2 separate regions of the Lactuca sativa genome follow, and region 2 is linked to region 1. A link is a contact called in public Hi-C data. All regions are on one chromosome and are shown on one strand. Each heading gives the region's core, a stretch centred on a gene start, on an enhancer-like site or on the middle of the called end of the contact. The rest is flanking DNA. Distances are from core to core; before and after follow the strand shown.

What was found. Hi-C and Micro-C count contacts between places; a contact is called where the count stands out from the background.
Region 2: a contact with region 1 is called in a Hi-C map of leaf, with 4 times the contacts expected there. The contact joins the promoter of LOC111890761 here to the promoter of LOC111890719 in region 1. A contact is called at or near these places in 4 of 4 Hi-C or Micro-C datasets (bud, leaf and seed).

What each region holds. Positions count from the first base shown.
Region 1 is chr5:311,292,921-311,299,653 of Lsat_Salinas_v11, forward strand. LOC111890719 (CBL-interacting serine/threonine-protein kinase 14) reads right to left here and starts at 4,941. Exons shown (of 1, transcript XM_023886800.3): 1 at 3,274-4,941. The coding sequence starts at 4,689. The coding sequence ends at 3,376.
Region 2 is chr5:311,428,543-311,435,555 of Lsat_Salinas_v11, forward strand. LOC111890761 (putative receptor protein kinase ZmPK1) reads right to left here and starts at 4,857. Exons shown (of 1, transcript XM_023886849.3): 1 at 1,805-4,857. The coding sequence starts at 4,342. The coding sequence ends at 1,940.

The DNA.
Region 1 (6,733 bases), core at 3,691-6,190:
ATCTCGATCCGATGTTGGGCGGTCCCGAGGAATGCTTGTATACCTGTATGCTTTATGTCTTTGTGATTCTTGCATGTGTTTGTTATGTGTTAGGAGTTCCAGATTTCGGTCTGATGTCGAGGCAAGCCCGGGGAATGTCTAGTTAGTATATATGATAGTATGTTTCCAGACTCCGATCCGATGCCGGGGCGGTTCCCAAGGAATGTTAGTATGTTTCCGGATCTCGGTCTGATGTCGGGTGGGACCTGAGGATGGTTTTCATGTTAGTATATGTGTTATGTTATATGATATGTTATTATGTATGTCAAGATCTACTCAATGCCGGGCGGGGCACTATGTCGAATAGGGTTCGATGCCGGGCAAGGGCCGATGCCGAGCAAAACTCGATGTAGCAGGGGCGGGGCACAAAATGCGGAACAATGTGGTGTGTTCTCTATAATCATCCCAAACTCTTCCTTTTGGAACTGGAAGTACCTGAAACATAAACTGAAAATCGTAGGCACAAAGCTTAGTGAGCTCCCCAAATACAACATATCATACACACATAAATAAACATATAATGGGCCCCGTCGGCATCGAGTGCTACTCGGTATACAGATATGTCAGTCATCGGGCCTTGCCCAGTATACATATAAACATATAAACATATAACACATAACACATGCAATAATCACGAAGATAAATAGTATACAAAATATGGGTCCCGCCCGGTAAGCAAATGAGTACATAGCACATACAAGAGTCATGTAGACATCTAACATCATAACAAAATCATGGGCCAACATTGGTGCCTTCGACCCACTAAACATGGTGAGAAAACTCACCTTGCACTGCCGAATCTCACAGAAAGAATCTTTGGCTGCTGGCCTGCTAAAATCCCTGCGCTATCAATTACAAAATAATCATCCAATCAATAATTGGATCCCAACTCACACACATAGTCTAAACTAGGGTAAAAGGCCTTTTTTACCCTTCTCTATGCTTGGCCCAAGGCCCAAGCTCAAATCAAATTGTCCAAGGGCCCGATATTCTAAAATAATCATCCAAGGCCCATTATGGCCCAATTTTCCAAATGGGCCCAAACCCCTTCATGGGCCTTAAACCAAGGTCATAAATATTCTTAGCCCCAAAACAATATTATGATAGTCCGAAATAAAGCCCTAGACTCCTAATGTCCAAAATGAAGCCCAACACCGAAAAGCCCAACTTCTGCAACCCACTGTTGAGTACATGGGGCGTACTCAGCTTGTATGCTAAACGTACTCACTTTAGGGCTTGTACGCCCAGTATACTCCCCTGTTTGGCCAACTTTTCATTTCCAGCTCTTAACTGAATAAGACCTCAATCCAAACTAAGATATGACTTCCTCAAGATGGTTTATCACGTAAAGTTGTCAAATTTACGTGCATGCATGACTTAATGAGACTCTTGAGCTCAAAAGAGCTTAATTCATGCATGAGACCATAAACACCATAAAGTTTGCACCTTTAAGCTTGAGGAACTCTTCAAACATCCATATCTACAAGATTTAGCTTCTAAAACGGCCTTAACCCATCAAGACCAACCAAAAAGGGACAAAAGGGGCATAAAACCATAACATGAAGAGATCTAAGTAAAGAGTAGCTAAGGTATGAACTTTATACCTCAAAAGCCACCACAAGATGGAGCTAGATCTGGATATCTAGGCTTCCTTCCAATGAATGAGTCTTCCAACTTCATCTTCTAACACTTCAAGGAGCACAAACCTCCAAAAATCAAGACCAAGGCTCAAGACACACTCAAAGATGCTATTAGGATTTTAGGATAATGGAGGCTGATAAAGAGACCAACCCTAGGAACTTAAGGAGTTTATATAGGGTGCAACACCCTAAAATTAGGGTTTCATTAAACCCCTGGTATGCCCAGCGTACGAGGCTTCGGTCTCGCGATCAACTTCCTCCTCAGTACGCTAAGCGTACCATGTGGTACGTCCTGCGTACTAGCATCTCAGCTAGTACACTAAGTGTACCCAATGGTACGCCCCGCGTACTAACTCTAAGGACCAATGCAGTATCTTAAACAAAAAGGGCTAAAGGAAATTACCAAATTCAAGCGTTACAATATTCAAATTCTAGTTGTTATAATAAATAGTTTTTTAAAATATAATAATAATAATAATAACTGATTGAAGGGTTTTTGCCACAAAAAAAAAGATGGAAATCGGCCAATGGGGTGAAGAGAGAGGAGACGGGATAGCCTCCCGTCGGTCCGAGCCCGCATACGCTAAACCGTGTTCACAATATTGTGTTTCCGGCTACGGTTTCTTTCCCGCAGCTCCTTTCTCGCTAACTATTGACTTTACTATTTTAGTAAAATATATCATAGGCATAGAGCTGATAGTATTAACAAAGTTGATTGTATTTGTCCAACAACCCTGTTGGTTATTTGGTAAAGCTATAGCAGAAACTTTACTTGGCACCACTAATTACACGTATCAGAAACTTGCAAGTAACAAATACTAGAAAGAACTGTGTGACAAGTCACAAAAGTCAAGACGCTAATAAGATTTTTTTTCTTTTATTCAAAATGTCATATTTTAATGTTTGACAAAAAACTGTTATGATCTTTTGTTGATACAAGTTCACGTCATCAGGACCATGACTTACAAAAAGATAATTTTTATCTTTTATTCATTACGTTACTATTATTATTTTTTTTTTGAGAAAATAAAATTTCTCATATATTTTTTTTTCTTTTTATTTATCTTCCTACGTTAAATATTTAATGTAACAAATGTCACAAAATATTATTAATTTTATTAAATTCGATACTACTGATTTTTATTTTTTACTTTTTCTTTTTATTTTTCTTTCTATAATTTTTTTCTTTTCTATTTATCTTCCTAAAATGTTAAATGATAACAAGATTACATAATACTATTATTTTTATTAAATATGATATTTGTTATTATTTAATATGAATAAAAAATAGATTAAAAAAAAACTTTTTTTCAAACATGTGGACTTAAATAAAAATAAAAAGCCTGAAAATGACGTTTGAGATTTCTTATTCCCACATTGGGATTTGGGAAGATACATAAAAATGATTAAAATCTATCCTTTTCTAAACGTCATGATGTATTAAATAAATGATAAATACCGTCTTTGAATAAAAATAACATGTGTTCGTCATCAGATTGAAGACGTAAATGTAAAATAATATATATATATATATATATATATATATATATATATATATATATATATATATATATATATATATTAACAGTTTAAGTTGTTTAAATTTTGAAAAATTAAAGATTAAGACTATTTGGAAAGGAACGAGAAGGGAACAATGCCAATGGGGCCAAATGGCCAATAACTGAATACGAGTGAGTTACCGAGAACCGGAGGGTCCGGTTATATATATCAAATTATTTAAACCCGGTTTAATTTTATTTTTCCATATTTGATGACCGGGTCCTACCTCACTCTCTATTCTCCTAACTTCAACTACCACCAGCTCTTCCGTCAATCGTTTTATCTCCACCGCCATTACAAAATTACAATTATACCCTCCTACCACTTTCACACACCACCCTTTTCTCGTAACCACCGTCAAATTCTCCCCCTCCGCTACCTCAACCACCTTCTCAATGATTTTCTCCGGCGAATCCTTGGAAAGAAAACGTTCTCCGACCTCTCGATCATCTAACAGCCGAGACAGGTTATAGCCGGACGAGTAGGAGATTATATCGAATGCGTTCATTACCTTCAGATTGTCGCTGGTGGAGGTGGATGTGGCGGAATCGCCGTCATCCTCGTCGTCTTTCAGTTCGAGATGATCGCAATGAAATTCGACCTCTTTGTAACCGATTTTAAACCAAGGATCGTTGATTATTTCATCCACGGTGATTCTCGTTTGAGGATTCGTGTCGAGGAGACGTGATATAAGCCGTTTCAGATCCGGCGACGTCCACCTGGGAACACGAAATTCACCGTTGTAAATTTTCCTATACATCACCATTAGATTCGGATCGTTGAACGGAAGATAACCTGCGTTGAGGACGAACAAGATGATGCCGCAGGACCAGATATCCACCTTTGCACCATCGTAACCTTTCTTCAACAAAATCTCCGGTGCCACGTAAGCAGGGGTCCCGCAAAGCGTGTGGAGGAGTCCGTCGGGTCGGATCTGCTCCGTCAGAGCTGATAATCCAAAATCGGTTACTTTCAAGTTCCAATTCTCATCCAAGAGGAGATTTTCCGGCTTCAAATCTCGGTGGAAGACGCCGCGTGAGTGGCAGTAACCAACGGCTGAGATGAGTTGCTGGAAATATCGACGGCTGAGATGCTCGCTAAAACGTGATTTGGCAACTTTGGCAAATAACTCGCCTCCTTTTGCGAATTCCAATACAAAGTAGATTTTCTTCTTGTTGGCAAGCACTTCGAGAAGGCGCACGATATTAGGGTGGCGCAGCCGGCGCATGATAGAGATCTCGCGTTTGACGTTGGCAGCAAGGCCTCCTTTCAGAATCCTCTGCTTGTTGATAGCTTTAATTGCCACACTCTTCTCCGTTTGCACATCACGCGCGTGATACACCTTAGCAAAGGCTCCATAGCCAAGGAGACGACCGACCTCGTATTTTCCGAACAGGGTTTTCTCCGCCGTAGACGGCAATCCGTCGCCGGCATCCTCTATAGCCGGCATCAGGTACACTTCAACATCAAAAACGCGATTTTAGCAGGTTTTTTGCCTCTGTGATTTGATTGATATGAATGATAGAGTAAAGCAGATTTTGGCAGGAAATTGTGATTGTTCTGAGCTGGAGGAAAGGTGGGGAATCATGGAGAGAGAGAGAGAGAGAGAGAGAGAGAGAGAGAGAAATATGTGTAACAAGTTTGGATGTATTTAGTATTTAAGTTTTGGTATTTGTTGAGTTTTTTTTTGGCAAAAGATTACTCCCCAAAAATGAACAAAAGAAATACCTAATAAGAATAAACAATTTGTTGTAATATATATATATATATATATATATATATATATATATATATATATATATATATATATATATATATATATATATATATAAAGGCTTAGATTTATTAAATAATAAAACACGTATCATTCATATATGGGATTGATTAAAGATGTATTGGTAGTTTTGCGCATACAAATATACAATAGTGTATTCCTTTTACTATACTTTTAAAACTACGGAGGATATTTTAATAAACAAAAATACCGTGAATAACGTTGAATCTTTATATTCAAAACACATGTGATCTCTTGTATTAGTGCACGTAACTGAAATCGATTGAATCAATGTTGGTTCAACTACGTCACTATATCTAAGTTTGGATTAATACATTAATGGACAATTCAACTCCATCTAATTTTCAACAAAAAAAAAACAAATAAATTACACAAATCATCATTTGGGCTGATCTAGAAAAAAAAGGAAATTACACGAATCGTTCGTTAGGCTTGATTCAATCAATTTCTTTGTTGATTTGGATCGTTTTTAATTACTTTCAAACTCATTATTTGTCCCAGATTTGAAAAATTGTGTTGTTTTGTTTTGTTTTGTTTTGTTTTTTTTTTGTTGTTTTTTTGGATCTCATGATTTGTCCAAGATCTAAAATAACTGTGTTGTCTTTGTTAAATTTTTTTAATTTACTTATAATTTATTTATTATTAATAACTTAAAAGTAAAATAATTTACACGAATCATTTGTCCCTATATTTTATTTCTCATTTGGATCGTTTTTAATTAGTTTCAAACTCATGATTCATCCTTATTATATCTGAAATGATTATGTTATCATTTTTAATTTACGTGTAATTTATTTATTATTAATAATTTAAAAGTAAAATAAAGTTTTGGTCCCAATGGTTTGCACAAAGCAACACTTTTGGTCGTAGTATTTCGAGTTGGTCATGGATTGTCCCTATCTCATTGTTTGATAACACCCTTGGCCTCTAACTCTGTTACCCTTTCTAACACAATGAGTAGCAATGTAAAAACACTAAAATGCCCTCAAGGCATATTTACTAAAACCCTAAGCTGAAGAAAAGGTCAATCGTGTTCTACTTCCTCGCCCTCTCATTCCCGGCTCACAACAACCCCACTTCCACTTATGTCTTTCTTTTGGCCACCGTTATGCTCACCCTCATGTATATTGCATGCACCATGCCAATATATCCATGTGTGACACGGTCTTCTCCATTAATCCGTCATCGTCCAGAAAGCCCTCCCTCCTCCGATTCTTTGTCTAGAATTACCATTCCCGACACTCAATGTCATGGATAGGTTTGCTAACCCTCAAAATTTGGTTGTCAGAGTCTCCATTGTCAGTGGTGGTTGAGGATACCATTTTCCCACCTAAGAATGCAAATTGGAAGATTTCTAGTCTTGGTGAGTGTTTTCAAAATGTCATTTAATGTTATCATTAGAATGAGTGTTTGAATTCATACAACGATTTATTAATTCTAACATATTTAAGCTTGATTAAGATTTTGGAACCCGAATTAGGCAATTAGGGCTTAGTGTGTGTAACTATGTTTCTTCAATTATTTTTTTGGAAAGGGAGCTTCCCTAACAAGTTCTTCAATTTTTTTTGGTATAGGCATGTTGGGTTTTTATTCAAAAACTAGTTTTAAAAACATGATTTTTTAGGCAATGGAAGACTTATAAATTTTGAATAACATAAACAGGTTAAACCCACAAATGATCATCTTGCAAGTTGTAGAA
Region 2 (7,013 bases), core at 3,607-6,106, 140 kb after region 1:
GTAAATATAAAGAACACCAAAATCCGAGTTATAACGAAGAAGTTATGACATGTCGAAGTTTCGCGACAGGACCGGCACGACGTTGAATGACGTAAAAAGTGAATTTACGTTAGATCGATATTTAGCCTTAGTGATCTAAGAGAACGTCGTAGAGTTCTTTAAACCGAGAGCGTGCATAAAAAGAATGCCCAAATCTGACTTCGTATGAGGAAATTATAATATTTCTAAGTTTCAGCTTAGCAGTATGCAGCCCGAAACTCGAATATGAGATCAAGTGATTTCTAGCCGAAGCAATCTAAATAAAAATCGAATATCTTGTTATTAGTAGTGTAACGGTAAAAAGACAGACGAGATTTTGTACTGTTTGTGCTTTTGGTTTGTATCGGAACATGACATCCCGAGATTTTGTTATTTAATGAAAATACATTCTCTTTGAGAAATGTTTTGATAAATTTTATCATATTTTGTTTTGGGAACAATTCCGCAATTCTTTTAATCAAAGGATTACTCTGATTTTATAAAACAAAGCATAAACAAATCGGTCTTTTCTTGCCGTGAAATTGGGGATGTCACATCAAGGTAGGGACTTTATACCTTCAATAAGCTAGAAAGGGTGAATAACCTCTGGATCTACAAGCTCCCTCTTGTCCAATGCTTCTTTACTAGTCTTCTCCTCTTCAAGAGACACCACACACACACACACATAAGGTCAATCTCTTTGGAAAATGGATTAGGGCTTTGAGGTTAGCTCAAAAAGGCATTGAAGGCTAATAAGGCCGGTGAAGGACTTGGGGGACTTAATGAGTTTAAATAGGGTGAAAACCGTAAAAATTAGGGTTTGCCCCTAACTCACGTACGCCCTGCGTACGCAAGGATAGGCCCAGCGTACCAGGGGAACACCCCGCCTCGAGCATGCATTGGAGTACGTCCGGCGTACCATATATACGTCCAACGTACTCAGATCCAAGACAAGCCAATAAATGAAATAGCTTTGCTTAAGAGTTTACCAAACAAATTGGGTGTTACACGAACCATACCGAATTTAAAAATATAGGACGGTACTCGGTACTCCAAAATCACGAAATTCTGAATTCCATACTGTACTAGTACCGAAAACAGATATCACTACCGATACTGATACCGATACCGGTAACATTAATTTGGTACAATACTTAGGATTGACATTTGATTAAATTCCATATTCGGAAAATCGAGAACGGTACCGATCGGTACTAGTTCCGTCTCACGTTCATCCCTACTTCACATTATATAAATTTTTGCTGAAGTGCATTTTTTATGTTATGAACATTATGATAAGTGATAACTATTATTATTTTTATTTTATTATAAATAGAGATTTATAAATATTTTATGAGTTAATTTTTAAGTGGTTTACTGTAAAAGAAAATCATCTTTGTCTTATTTGTTTACGATACTATGGTAGTTGTGTTTATTTAATTATTTGAGTTTACATGCTTTACAAAATTGACTAAATAACGTTATAAATATTGAAAATTTAAATGTAGGTATTTTTGTTCATAAAAAAAATTTCATTTTATTTCAACTAATTAACCAAAAATGACAATTGAATAATAACGACTCATCTCATTACATCTAACTAAAAACATTTTGATATCTTAGACGAAGATAAATCATTATTTGTCCATAGAAATTTTTTCATTTCATTTCAGCTAAATAACCAAACATGAGAATTGAATGATAAAGGAAACATTTCATTACATGATTCATTTGCCATTTCATATTTTCATTGCATCCCACCAAACATATATTGATACCTTGGACGAAGATAAATAATATATTTTTATATCATTCATTATTATAAAATAGATCTTAGATGATCTTAGTAAACATTTTATGATTTTATCACGTTACAATTTGATCCAGAATCTACCTCTAACATAAACATCATTAGTTGCACTTACACATGGAGAAGTACATTAACCACCTCCCTCATTGAAGGTCTTGCCTCCCTATCTTCATCCGTACACCGCACTGCAATTCTCACCAAATTCTCCATCATCGTCTCATCATATTCACCTCTAACCGAAGGCGCAACGATTTCCTTAACCCAAGATTCAGTTTGACTCCCGTTGACCTCTTGAATCCTATCTCTCACCCACTCAATCGCTGTAGGCATCATCTCATTCTCTCCATCTTGATTAATTGTCGGACTCCTTCCAGTTATCATCTCCAACATCACAACACCATAGCTAAATACATCAACTTTTGAGGTAATCGGCTGATTTAGCACCCATTCAGGAGCCATATAACCTCGAGTCCCTCGCATCATGGAGAAATTCCAATGATCGATACTACCTCTATCCAATAGCTTCGACAAACCAAAATCAGCCACCTTAGGATTGTAATTAGCATCCAACAGTATGTTCTGGGGTTTCACATCACAATGTAGAACCCACTCCAAGCACTCATCATGTATATACGCCAATCCTTTTGCAGTTCCTATTGCAATATCAAATCTTGTCGCCCATTCAAGTTTATCAACACCCAAATTTTCAGCCAATGATCCATTCTCCATGAATTCGTACACCACGAGCCTATGTTTTCCTTCTGCACAGTATCCCCACGTCTCTAACAGGTTCATATGATTCACTCTGCCAATTGTACTTATTTCCGCTTGAAATTCAGCTTCTCCTTGATGATTACTTTTGAGCCTCTTGATTGCTGCAATCCTGTTGTCTGTTAACTTGCCTTTATACACCACGGAAGCGCCACCTCTTCCTATCTCTTCACTGAAATTGCGTGACGCCCTTTTCAGCTCTCTGTATGTAAATCTTCTAAATTCCATCGCAGGTGGAAAATAGATTTGGTCGGCTGTGGATGACGAGTGTTTACTACTGCAATACCAGAAGAACACTATGCAGATGATCTCGATAAACCCGATTGCGCATCCGAACGCTAGCATGACTCCAAGCGTCTTTACATCATGTGTCTTGTGGTATGATCTTAATAAGGGCGTGAGGACAGGGGGTGAACAACTGAAGCTCGATTTTGAGGTGGTTTTCTGATTGAAAGATGATAGTAAAGTTTTGGGGAGTTTGATATACATCAAACCGGTGATTCCCATTTGATACCCGTTATGCAAAGAAGCCTTCAAGAAACAAAAATATCCCTTGTCGAGAATCCATCCTAATTGAAACCCTCTGCAAGTGCTATTCTGTAAACAACGATTCTTACAAGCATCGAGAGTGGTATTAGTGAAAAATGCATAGTCGTGGCCATAGAATTCCGAATTAGGAAGCTCAAGGAAACCACAATCGTCTTTTGTGCATGGCTGGAATTCAGGTTCACACCCGTAACTCCAATCTTGGGAATTCACCATTTTGAATCCATGTAAGCAATTGCATTTCCTAACTGAAACATGAGAGTATGTGCATAGACTGTTTGGTCCACAAGCTCCATTGATCCAACAAGAATGTGAAAGCGCTTGCCATTGAACCTCCCATTTCTTTCTTCTTTCGTGTTCAACGAGACTGTAAAGTCTTAGATTACCATCTATGTCAATCTTCAACATTCTTTGTAGTACTCCAGTCCCAAAATCAGATGATTTGAATCTGCATCCATCTGATGAGATGAATTCACCATTCGAATCAAGCTTTGCTATGCGACTCTCTATGAATTGAAATCTCCCAGCTCGCCAAGTTGTTATCCGAGGATCAGGCCAGTAAGCACTGGTTGTTTCTGGACCATCATATAGAAGTCGAAGAATGCTATCATTGTCGAAAAAGAGCTTATAGAAACCCGAAGAGTAGTTATTTGCACTTCTTGAAGAAACAAGCTGTGTGTTTTTAGTGAAGAGTTGATTTGGAAGAAGGGTATCTGTCGGATGATCAAAGCTTTGCCAAAGAGGCTTTCCTTCTTGTCCTCCTTCGTCCCCATGGAGCACGAGGTTACCTGAGCTATGAAGTTGTAATTCCACCGAGGAAGACGTTGACTCCGTCTGCGTTGACCAAACAACGTATTGACCTGCATCTATCAAAACAAGATTACCATCTTCCCATAAGGATAGCTTTGAACGCTTTCCGTTTACTGGTGTATCTCTGTTAGCCATCCAGACGACGGTGCGACTACCGGATGTGGGTTTCTCCGAGAACCAGACGGCAAAAGCATAAGCATTCTCTCCGACGGGATGAAAACCGGCGGTGAAGAGACCGTTGGGTGAAACTAAAAGGTGGTCTTTGTTTTCGACTGATATAGATGAGCCTGGAGTTAAGATGTGGGTTGAGAAAGAAGAGTATATTGGTATCTTCGTGGTTAGTAATATCATGCTAAGAAGAAGAAGAAGAAGATGGCATGGTGCCATTGTTGTCCTGGAAACAGAGATGAGTCTGGAGTTATTTTAGGAGGCGAAACAAACTAACAAAGAGAGAGATGGGTTGTTGAGTGACAATAACATGTCGATGGAAGATAAGGAGTTGACTGACTTTTTGACCTTGTGATAGTGGAAAATGGAAATCCGAAATCGTTCAACTGACGTCAACTTCTAGAATTCGTAGTGGCAGGAACTTTAGTTCTAGAATTCATAGTGGCAGGACTAAAGAGGTTGTTAATAAACAAATCTTCTACCCTCGCTCAAAATACTTCTTAATTAATAATCTCATTCGATATGAAACGGGTGATTTCTAACCTGCATCTTCGTCATCTTCAATTTTTTTGTTGGTATGTTGATCACTATCTGGTATTGATTGGTCGTTAATGGCATGTGATGGTGAAGATGAAGATGCAGATCTAGATTTTGTGACCAGAACCTGTAACGATGATGGTGATGGCGATGGCGATGGCAAACCGGTAGGATTTATGTCAAAAACCAACAAAACCCGCAAAGGGGGACGGCGAATGGAGGGGGTTAGCAGAGGGAGGCGGAGGAAAGGACACATCAAAATGGGGCGATGGATGGAGATTGATATGATTAATTTAAAATATAGGTTCATCGAAGTCGTAGTCGTAGTCGTAGTCGTATTGAGATTGATATGATTAATTTAAAATATAGGTTCATCGAAGTCGTAGTCGTAGTCGTAGTCGTATTGAGATTGATATGATTAATTTAAAATATAGGTTCATCGAAGTGCACAACCAATTAGACATTTAGAACCATTGTGTGAGATGAATATGACGTTTTTCTTTGAATTTGGTTTGTATAAAATAAAAGGAGTTTGAAAGAGTTTTAGTGAAGTTGGTTTGTATAAAAATGTGATAGCCGTTTAAATATTTATTTAAATATGCAAATAGGACGTTAGAGGTGGGTTTGTGCTATGATTGTTCAAAATTGAGTTGTACAAACATGCAACCCAACAATCCCTACCAAAAATGTCTTTATAAGAGATGGTCACATGGAATGCACTTGACAACAACTCATACAGATCGTTTGGTATGGGATGTCAAAAAGTATCGTGGAACACCGGACCTATAGGAATTTCGGGGTGATTTGTTCTTTTTAATTGAAGTATTTTTTTTATTTTCCTATATCCACTTTGGAATATTTTTTAATTGACATTCTAGGTGATTCACATGGTTTGGTTGTGTGGAGATGTGCTTCCATGATATCTCACATTTGTCGGAGGTAAGGAATGAGGGAGAAAGGATTGTTGGTGTGTTTTCTTATTTGCTGCAGCAATTAAGACATTCAATATGCTAAGTTTGTTGTGTTATTGGCGGATTTTCTTCAAGTTCTACTTAAATAAGAGGGTGTTTAACATTCCTTTTAAAACAACTTTTGGACTTTTAACTTTTCCAAAAAATTAAAAAAGTTCATATGATATTTGACAAAACAGAAAAGTTCTTTTAAATCAATTTTTTATTAATAAAAATGAGTTTTTCTAAAAGTCATAAAATCTTGTCTTTTTGTGATTTTTGATTTTTAACTTTTAAAGTTCTTAAAAGTCAAGTCAAACACATTTTAAATGACTCATTTTAAATAAATAAAAAATTTTTACAAAAAATGACTTTTAAGTTAAAAAAGAAATCCCAAACACAACTTAGCTTTTTTTTGTAACTTTCTAATAGTATTGTAAGACTATGAGCCATTGTCACGTATGCGTCACATCACCTCCATTAGAAAAGTTATGTCACGTATTCACTAGATAAGTGATTGTAAGGTTATGGGGCATTGTCAGTATATATTCACTAGAAAAGTGATGTCACGTATGTGTCATATCACCTCCACTACATGTTCATTAGCCTTGGAAATGATTATTACTCTACATTTTTTATTTTTTTTTCTTTTTCTTTTTCGTTGTTTTTTTTATATCTAGATTAAAACTAAAAAAACATAATTAAATATTTCTAATTACATAAAAACACAACTTAAATTACTAAAAAAACATAAAAACATAAAATTTCAAACCTAAATTACTAAAAACATAAAAATTTAAAAATTTAAACCCAAATAACAAAAAACCCATAGAAATTAAACATAAAAATTAAAACGTTAAAACCTAATTTCCATACTTTTCCCGAACTTGTTGGATTTTCGGAAACGCGGCTAGATTTTTCAGGTCGATATCCGGTTACGACTTCGTATTTAAAATTTGAAGATCGGTAAGTGCTTGTTTCCGACGCCGAGCTTCCTCCGTTGCTTCATATTTTATTTTTCTAAAAAACTTGGAGTTCTATCAATTCTTTATGCAAGTACGTCTTCGTTACTTGCTTTTCCGCTTGAAGACACCGCCTTTTTCCTTTTATTCATTCTCTGTGGTTGACGAAGTTGGACTTCCGGTGGACCCTCTCCTTCAGTGTCATCGAAGTTGTCATTGAGGTCGACACCAAAATCCACATCCGACTCGGAAGTTCTTGCCCTTTTTATTGGAGTCAGTGGTCGATTCTGAATGCGAAGTCTCTGAGTTAAGGACCCATTTTGGACCCTTACGATAAATTTTTCACGCTTTTTGGATGTTGATCGCTTTACTGCGGTTGGTAACCTTGTATTGTTGGCAAGCGGTTGATAAAATATTGAAATCGTTGCTACTACTTTTATG